Linked DNA regions of Zea mays: regions 1 and 3 are each linked to region 2. A link is a contact called in public Hi-C data. All regions are on one chromosome and are shown on one strand. The core of a region is the stretch at or near the end of the contact, and the rest is flanking DNA. Distances in the headings are between cores, read along the strand shown. Region 1 holds the start of LOC103641465. Region 2 holds the start of LOC100191950 (Glycerol-3-phosphate dehydrogenase SDP6 mitochondrial). Region 3 has its middle 4.9 kb from the start of LOC103641464.

Region 1 (3,031 bases), core at 378-2,877, 250 kb before region 2:
CTTGCCCTACAACAACAATCATGACCACTTATTAAAAATCAAATGGACTGACAAGTTACAACAACAAAAGGTGCACAATTCATTTGCTCACCCTGATTAACCTTATCCCTAATGTAACCCATTAGTCCTCTCCCAACACAAGAAACTTTCAGATTTCTTACGCCTTTCCAAGCCCAAATCCTCAGAAACAATCCAAGCATTTTTTTCAAAATTATTATGGTCCTCCCAATATTTTGTAATCAATAAAAAATAATCAAAGTATATAGACTACATATTAACAACATGTAGGAACTAAGATTAATGCCAACTATAAAGCACTGTTCACCATTGCGCTAAACATTGTCGTTCAGTTCTCCACTTTTCCGATATTTATTATCATGTTATTTGGGGAAATTATGTATATTAGGAATTAACAATATACGAAAATAAACAAAGAACAAGCATTCACAGTAGTATATTAGGAAACAACAATTATAAACAGTGAAAAAGAATACATAGCGGGCTCAGTTTCATCCTGAAGAATGCAACAAACATGTGACTGGTTTGTTGATTACAAATTCTATTTCAGGGACAAGCACTTAGCTTATCAGGAACTGAACGGGACGAAGTTCCAGTGGTATAAATAGAAAACTAAACTTCAGCTGTTGCATCAAACCTCAAAGATCCTAATGAAGTTTTAAGAGAATTCAAGAAATATCACTCACTGATTGAAAAGAAACAATACATAAAGCCATGTGCCACGCATATCACTCACCCAGCAAAAAGCAACTACCATGTACCTGCAAGTAGCTTAATTTCAAAGTAAAACTGAGTCACTGATCATACTGCCATGTGCCATGCATAAGACAATGCAAGACCAGTGTAAGATTCGAACCAAACATATTAAATAGGGGTCTGCTAATTACTAACTTTGTATGGAGATGCAGCTTAGGCAATAGAAGCATACATTATCCAGGTGTGCTAATTCATTTGCTCATCTATAACTAGTATATATAATTCCTAAAAAGCAGTAACAAATTCCTTAGGGCTAACAGATCAGCCATAACAAAAATTGTTTTATCCCCTGCCCAAAAGTACTACAATCACAATATCTTAAACTGAATCATGCCATTACAAAGGCAAAACAATTAGTAACTTTGTGTGGAGATGCAGCTTAGGCAATATCACACGTTACCTAGGTTTGCTAATTCAGTTGCTCATCTATACGACGACAGGGGAAGGAGATGGCGGCAGGTGTACGCCTCAGGGGCATGCTAGGCTGGACACAGGGGGAGTTCGTAGCCACAGAGAATTTCACATAAGCCAGCGACCATTCTTAGCGCTTTGATTGGAATCAGATCCGAATACAAATAGCCAAATAGATTAAGTTAGGGTTTGGGTGCTCGGTTTCGTACAGCACCTAGGGAGTGGGGATGAGAATGGATGGACGTACCTGGTGGGTGCTCGGCGCCGGCGACGGGCCCAGCGAAGACCTGGGGGAGGCGGCGGCGGTCGCCCAATCGACGCCGAGAGAGAGAGAGAGCAGGAGCAGAGCACGAGCGGAGCGGAGCGGAGCGGCCCTGGCTCCTTGCCCTGTCGCTGTCGGTTTTTTACTCTTTTGAGCGCAATAGCGGCCCATAGCCGCAGCGTCGCAGGAGCCAAAGCATAAGTGACGCAAGTAATTGTCAACTTTAACTCATCAAGAGATAATGGTGATGGATGTTTTTCTACATTTTTTAGAATAAGGAAAAATTAACAATTTCCTACCATATATAAACATTAGTACTTTTTAAATAGATTTGTTTCTAGAGGCGGCCGTAGGAAGTTAGCGGCTCGCTTGACCGCACACATGGTCAGCATGTAAAAGCTAACTTCCTACAGCTTTTATAAAATACCGTAGAAAGTTATGTTTATTTCCTAGAGCTACCAGTTGCCTCTCGGAAGTTATTTATTTCCTACGGTTTGTTATAAAAGTTGTAGGAAGTTAAAAAACCGTAGGAAGTGTATGTTTTTGGTGTAGTGCATGTGACCACTCTGGGCCCACATGCGCCATGCGCCATATACCCGAACCCCCTACCATGCCATGTGACCACTCCGGGCCCACATGCGCCATGCGCCATATACCCAAACCCCCTAGCCCACACACGCCCGTGAAACCTCGAGGGTTGGCTCTGATACCACTTGTAACACCCCGTTCAATCCCTGGACCGGCGGTACTTACTCCTGGCAGTTCTCTAGAATCATATATTGTCCCCACAGACCAACACGAGTCTTTTGTGCACACTTTGTCCTCACTCGTGTGCACCCGAGAAAACTTCCCGGTCGATCACCCATCCTAAATTGCTCCAAGCCAAGCACGCTTAACTTGGAGGTTCTTTCGAGACAGGCTTCTGAAAAAGAAGATGCACCTTGTTGGTATGGATAATCTATTAATTCTATTAAGCCTTGGGCCAAGATATCACCATCTCAGGGGCCAGGATATCACAATCTGTCCCTCTCTTCTTGAGAGAGATATCTCTGGGCCCCTCGAGTGATTGGATCAAGAAATGCATAGTCGTGCTAGGGTTAAGAGTTAACCATTGAAAGGATTCTAATTCACAGTATCGAGAAAGAGTGGTCAGCTTAGAGCCAGACCAAATATCGTAGGACAAAGGGAACAACATATACGTAATGTTGCAATGATTCATCAGATATGATCTTTACGTGCACATAGGAGTTGACATGTTTTGCTAGAGGTCGCTGTCAATTATTGGGCCAAGTAAGAGTACTCGGGCCATGTCTATTTGTAAGTGAACCTATAGGGTCACACACTTAAGGGGAAGGAAGCCTAACTCAGATTAGATCCGAACTTAGACTGGGCTTTAGGGTTACTGATGGGCCTCGGAGTCAGAAGCCCACCATAACGCCTATATAATGAGGGCCAGGGGCACGGTTAGGCTAACCCTAATTCGCCACCAGCAAATGAGCAGTCGCTCGCCTCTCGCCCTCGCGAAGCCGCCGTCGCGAATCTAGCAGTTCGGTACACGGCGCTTCCTCCCTGTACGTGTGGATA
Region 2 (3,337 bases), core at 725-3,224:
TTGCGGTACTCGTATTAGAGTGCCAATGGTTTCGTAGGTGCCGGCTTTAGTTCTCTTTTGCTATAGGGATTTTTTCATCTCGACCAGGGAAAAAATTCTATGCAGGACTGACACGTTTACATGACGATCTCTGTGTGTCCCTTTGTGTCTGTCCTAGCTGACGAAGTGACGATCAGTTGGATCGAACTCGCGTAAACAGCCGGATCGAACATCTCCGTCTACCATGTGCCGTGAGCAGATTGATTAGACGGAAGGATTTTAGCATCAGCATGATTGGACGCCTCTAGCCTGTGCTCCATGGGTTTTACTTATACACGATCTCTGCATAGATTTTTTTTCCATTTAGACCGTCTAATTCAGCGTTGTTCGATGGTCTCGTAGAGTTGTCCGTTGATGATTTGTTAGATTGGTGTATGTATATGGGAAATTTTGCCTGCGCCTATGATAAGTTGTGCAGTAGTAGGATTCATTTGGGAAGTTATGTCTGCCATCTCGTATCTCTTCATCCCCAACTCTATTGTTTCTTAATTCCTAAGTTATAGTATATACATGATAGTAATAGATAGATCTGTCCTGTATAATACTTCCATGTTCTATATACACTGTATATGTACTAATAATCTTTGTCTTTTGTAAATCTTCACAACATATGTACTAATCTTTGTGTTTTGTAAATCTTCCCAGAATTTGTTGCCAATCTATCAACTCAGCTAATGTGTTGGGAGCTTCTTCAACGGTATGATTTCACACGACTGGTTTAATCAGTGGCAGACGCCACTTCTGTATTTATTCAGTTTGCTTTTTAATGTGTATTCTTGGGAAAATTATCACCCCAGACATCTGATGAGGCAATCCCAGTCCCAGTTGTCTAGATAGATCAGGACTCAGACCGTGATGCGACTATTGTGCAGCTAAGTTTTGGAGATCATTCGGGGATACTACTTGACACGGTATATATTTTACATGCGCCACTGATGATGCCTTTACATTGTTGCTGCTCAAAATTGTGATGTTTAAGTTTTTGTCATATCTGCCAATTATTTTTCCTGATATTCACTGTTTTCCTGGTATTTCTTTATGCAAATACGGACAACCTATTTTTTAGTTGATATAGATGGTGTTGATTTGTTAGTTAAAGCTATTGTCTTTGATGGTCACACTTTTATTGGAAATCTGCAATTCCTTTTATGTTGTAACAAAATTTAATATCTAAAAATGTTGTTGGTGTCTTGGTGGTACCGTGTCAGTTGTCAACAATCCAATTCCATTCTCATGGCTTTGATTCTGACATATGATTATGATTATTTTAAATTTGTGCAGCTTCTTTCAAGGCAATCAACGATGAAGGCATGTCCATGTATCAGAGGCCCTTCATGAAGGGCAAGTTGTACATCCACTTCTCGGTGGAGTTCCCGGACTCGTTGAGCCTGGAGCAGTGCAAGGCCCTGGAGGCTGTTCTCCCGCCCAAGCCAGTATCACAGTACACTGACATGGAGCTGGACGAGTGCGAAGATACGATGCCCTATGACGTGAACATCAAAGAGGAGATACGGAGGCGGCAGCAGCAGCACCAGGAGGCCTACGACGAGGAGATGATGTGCCAGGCGGTGGGCAGAGGGTGCAGTGCGCCCAGCAGTAGGCAGCTTGCGGCAAATTTGTTGTTTCGCTTTGGACGACTATTGAGTTTGCCCGCTTGTATTGGTGTGATGATACTTCTGTTACAAGAGTGCAGTATTACTAAGGATTAGTTCCTATATAATGACACATTGGCACTAACATTGTTATGCATTTTAATACACCCGTAGCAACGCACGGGCATAGACCTATAATAGCAATAATCTCTTAAAAACAGGTACGTAGTATTTATTAGATTTGTAGATGCCCTTACCGGCCAAACACACGATTCGCCTCCCAACGCTACTACCCCTTTCCTTCCAACTTCCGCCCGCCGGCGCCAGCCGCAACCGAACAATCCAAGCAACGCGTCAGGCGCCGCCATGGCCACGTGGCGCCTCCGCCGCGCCGGTGCCGCCCTAGCTGCCTCCTCCACCCTCGCCGCTGTCCTCGCCGCCTCATCGGCTTCCGCCACCGACCCGTCCGCCGCCGCCCTAGAAGCGGCAAGGCAGCGTGTTGCGCGGTCGGGGGCCACGCCGCCCCTGCGAGACGCGCAGCGTGCGGCGCTGGCAGGGTCCACCCCTGCTGAGCCCCTAGACGTGCTCGTCGTTGGCGGCGGCGCCACCGGATGCGGCGTCGCGCTCGATGCCGCCACCCGCGGGCTCCGTGTAGGCCTTGTGGAGCGCGAGGATTTCTCTTCTGGAACCTCCTCCCGATCCACCAAACTCATCCATGGCGGTGCGTGGTCTTGTCCAAACCCTGGGGTCTACGGACCCCCCTCCTGTGTTTTCCCAAATTTCAGCTGCTACGAATCCTTTATTAGAGTACCACAGTCAGCAGTCTGACCAAGAGTGTAACAGTTTGATGAACTAATGTGCCCTATTTGATGCTTGGTGATGTTAGGTCGGTAGTGCTATGCACTATCTTAATAGCACATACAATTATTGTCTGGCTACATTAGCAAGTGGATCTGTTGAATTTGTGTTGGAAATACCTGTCCTACGATGGCATTGCACTACTTTGCTAGTGGCACAATATTTGCTCTTAGCAAGCCCTGGCTTTATTTGAGCAATGCAAATTTATTCCTAATATATGTTTATGCCTGTCTAGGAACCTGTATTGTGGTACTGACCATTCCTGACTGATGCTATTTGTCAACATGTTGATAAAATGTTTACTGTCCATTAGACTATCCATGCTACATTCAAAAGATGAGGCTCATCTTGCATCTAGACATTCTCTAATTGTATTTTATTTTACTTGTACATTAAGAGACATATGAGGTGAAAACATAAAAGATCCCATAAAGATTTATTAGGCAATCCTGGATATTGAGTTACGTTCTAAAATTTCAAGGATAATTTCAAAATGAGCTAGGGGAACAGAAAATGAACTTAACAATGCATTTCATAAGAATGTTTCCTAAGGTTCTTATTACTCAACTTTGTTGGGACTTTTTCATGTCGATTTGATGGTCAAACCAAAACCTTTTCCAAGGTTCCTAAAATTAGTTGGTTTTCACTTGATATACTGTGCCAACTATGTCTAATTTGCTGTTAACTTTGACCCAACAAAGATATAAGGTTAACTTTCTCCCTGTTACTTTGAAAATGTCTTGCTCTTGTGTTCCCTCTTACTGAATACTGATGCAATAAATTTATTCTGCTTTCTGCCATAGTAATATCATTTGCAGATACATTTCTAGCTTGAAACAAATGCATGG
Region 3 (3,309 bases), core at 570-3,069, 160 kb before region 2:
GCCATGAGATGGGTCACAAAAGCGAGTATACTCACATCTGTGTGTTCATGCAATGACTCTTCAAAGTCTTTTAGTAGTTTAAAAAATCTTGAAACTTCTGGTGTGGTAGGATCCTCGGAGCTTAGGTTTAACTCTAGATGTAGCGAATCTAGCATCTCATGCATCGCATCACCGCCAGCCCAATCATTGTTCTCCTCTTCTACATTCGGATTGGGTACTACCTCACCATGATGTTCCCACACCTCATATTCGGGCATAAATCCAAACTGACAAAGATCTAGACTAACTCTATCCTTATTAAGGAATATACTGTTTTCGTGCCGCCTATAAGGGCATATGACAGTGTCAGTTAATGACAAGGAGAATACATGGTCTACAAAATTTTTAGTCTTTGCTACCCACTCATCAGAATGACATCCATTCCTACTCAGTCATTGTACATCGATGCACGATCTTCAGCCATGACTGAGACTAGTAAAACGGACCATATCATAAAAACATTATTCAACTTCATCAAGTGTATCGGTCCTGCATTTATAGGCAAGGATAGGTCCTAAACCCACAAGCTAGCAGGACCAAAGAAAATTTCGGCAACATAAACTCGCTGCCACTAAACAATATATTACTTATAAAACAAAGAATGATATGCTATTAATCAAATCAGACTAAGTACCACATACCACTAATAATGCAAATGTACTACATACCAATATAATGTACTTATAAAATTAATAATGTAATAGTACCACATATTAATATAAAAGTAATGCCACAATTACAATATGCCCCTAATTACTGAGCCACATATGCCACTAATACATTAATAGAATCAAACTAAACAATAATACTAATTACACACTAATCAAACAAGCACAATTACAAATATATACTAATTTCAGTGATAATTAAATAACGTCTGCCAAAAATATGGAATAAAATATGCAAAAAATAACATTTTAATGGAGAAGGGCTCGGCGACGGCCGGGCAACAGGGGCCAGGGGCAGCAGCGGACGGGAGCCCGGGCGGCGACGGTTCCAGGGTTGTGCAGGCCAGGGCGGGGGGTGACGAGGCGGACGTCGGGTGACGTGACGGCGTTTGGTCATGTGGGCGCGCGGCGTCGATAAAAGGAAGAAACAGGGAAGAAAGAAGAAGAAAGAAAGCCTACCGCGATTTAAAAAAGACGTATTTTCGACCGCCTCTGTCCGCCGCCGAAAATAATTCTTTATTTTTGGTGGTCGAGCTCTGACTGCCGAAAATAATTGTGGCGTCGAAAATCATGTGCAGTGTTGTTTGTGGTTCTACCTATGAGGCGCCGGAGATTCAAAAAAATCCTATCGAAGAAGCACAAGGCAACCCCACCACTAAAACTCATGAAAACCCCATACAGGCAGAAGAAATTATGATAGCTCAGGTGCTTTCAACTCATGCATTAATCCTTGTTGCTAGTGAGTTCGGTTCTCTCTATGAGGCAATGACATCAGATTAAACTATAGCTCATTACTGCCTTACTGGTGATGCTGCAGGTTATCACGCACGTCAAGCATTGCAATGATTCTTTAATCTTGCTTGTGTTGTCTGGCCAAGATATACTGCAATCCGGCCTGTTTGGACTCGGATTAGGTTGGTGGAGTTTTGATCTGTTCCAAAGCATGTGCATATGACTACATGCTGAGTGCTACTGTGTCATAGACCTATTTTATTTGCCGCGAAAAGGTCGTATGGGCATCTACAAAATGCATACTACTAGTATCCTCTGCTGTCCTATAGCTGGCTGACACCGTGCATGCCTATATATATGGCTTGCAGCATGTCAACAGCTCCTACCAAAGCAAGCAGGTAGGTAGTAGCGTGATGTACACCTGTGTTGCTCTAGTAGTAGGGGCCGTGCTGCTGCAGCTGCCGGCCGTGATCGTCGCCGCCGGCGATGGCCCCAGCATGCACCACCTACACTTGTACATGCACGAGAAAGACGCCGGCCCCAACAGCACGGCCGTGGTGGTCGTGAACTGCACCGGCCCGCCGCTGCCGGCGGGGAGGGGGTCGTACGGCTGCTTCGGCGACACGAGGGTGGTGGATGACGTGCTGACGGCAGAGCCGAACCGGACGTCCCCGGTGGTGGGGCGCGTGCAGGAGTTCCACGTGATGGCGTCCCGGCAGGAGTCGGTACTTATCATGTCCCTGACCGTGGTGCTCACGGACTACCCACCTTACACCGGGAGCACGGTGGTCGTGGTTGGCCGGAACGACCTCCTCGCTCCGGTGCGCGAGCTGCCGGTGGTCGGCGGCACGGGCAGCTTCCGCATGGCGACGGGCTACGTCCTCTTCAAGACAAAGAGCTGGAGCAGCGACTACCACGACGTCGTCCTCGAGCTCGACGTCTTCCTGCGCACCTGATCGGAATTCTTCACCAACGATCGACGACGACCTGCCGGCCGGGATCGATCCATGCTATATATGCATCCATCTTTCCTTTCTGCTTTTTTTTAAGTGAATATAAGTGCTTGGATGGACGCCATGCATGCCATGTGTGCAATCTATATGTTGTAATTGTTTGCTGTCTTTGTAACATGGACATTATCTTTAACATTTAAATGTGACTATAACGGGATAAACACTTATTTTGCGTACACTATGACGCTTAAGATATCAAATTTTCTCTATTAAGTAATAATGTGTAGTAATTTTCTAAATAAAAATAGATGAAACTATGATCACTGTTATATTATAATGGCTTTGTCAAAATATATAAATTTGGCAACGTATGAGGTACAAACCAGGTTTCCGTGCAAACCAACTAGCAAAAGCCACAAAAAATTCTCAAAAAATAATTAATTTCAAATTCATCATATGTTAAGAGATACAAAAAGAGAAAAAAATTATATCCAAATTGAACCCTTCAAAGTGGATATAATTTTCTCTTTTTTATACAGTGGTAGAGTAGGAAATGAAGTACATCTATATTTTTTGTGACATTTGTTAGTTGGTTTGCACGAAGTTTACAAGGAAACCTGGTTTGCACCTGATATGTTGCCAATTTGAGGTATTTAACAAATCACACAGTTTACTGTCATGGGGTATTAATATAATTCAAAATAAATTATTAGTTTCATGTGATTCATTAGGGGAACATTTTCCTTGATTGCTAAGCTACAAAAATTGTGTCCTTGTAGCTTATTCATGCATGTATACTTTGTATGCATAGTGACAATAGCGCATCTGTTGAGATAGTGTTTTTAAATATTAATTGTGCTAGAAGTGGATAACATAAAAACATATATACTATATTATTTTGTTTCAGTTTATTTTAA

What was found. Hi-C and Micro-C count contacts between places; a contact is called where the count stands out from the background.
Region 1: a Hi-C map of tassel shows a contact between it and region 2, with 4 times the contacts expected there. The contact joins the promoter of LOC103641465 here to the promoter of LOC100191950 in region 2. A contact is called at or near these places in 4 of 25 Hi-C or Micro-C datasets (bundle sheath, ear, leaf and 1 more).
Region 3: a contact with region 2 is called in a Hi-C map of ear, with 1.6 times the contacts expected there. The contact joins the enhancer-like site here to the promoter of LOC100191950 in region 2. A contact is called at or near these places in 3 of 25 Hi-C or Micro-C datasets (ear, leaf and tassel).

What each region holds. Positions count from the first base shown.
Region 1 is chr10:99,229,445-99,232,475 of Zm-B73-REFERENCE-NAM-5.0, reverse strand. It overlaps LOC103641465, which reads right to left and starts at 1,627. Exons shown (of 8, transcript XR_004853210.1): 1 at 92-1,627; 2 at 1-6.
Region 2 is chr10:98,977,819-98,981,155 of Zm-B73-REFERENCE-NAM-5.0, reverse strand. LOC100191950 (Glycerol-3-phosphate dehydrogenase SDP6 mitochondrial) reads left to right here and starts at 1,974. Exons shown (of 7, transcript NM_001137374.1): 1 at 1,974-2,352. The coding sequence starts at 1,998. It overlaps LOC103641462 (a long non-coding RNA gene), which reads left to right. Exons shown (of 3, transcript XR_560333.3): 2 at 685-736; 3 at 837-887. It also overlaps the pseudogene LOC103642657.
Region 3 is chr10:99,137,726-99,141,034 of Zm-B73-REFERENCE-NAM-5.0, reverse strand. No RefSeq gene overlaps it. Among protein-coding and RNA genes, the nearest start is that of LOC103641464, 4.9 kb to the right of the region's middle. Within about 2 kb of position 1,819, at least 6 of the 20 cell types and tissues checked have an H3K27ac peak or open chromatin away from gene starts, as enhancers often do. A contact at or near this core is called in ear, where this site is marked.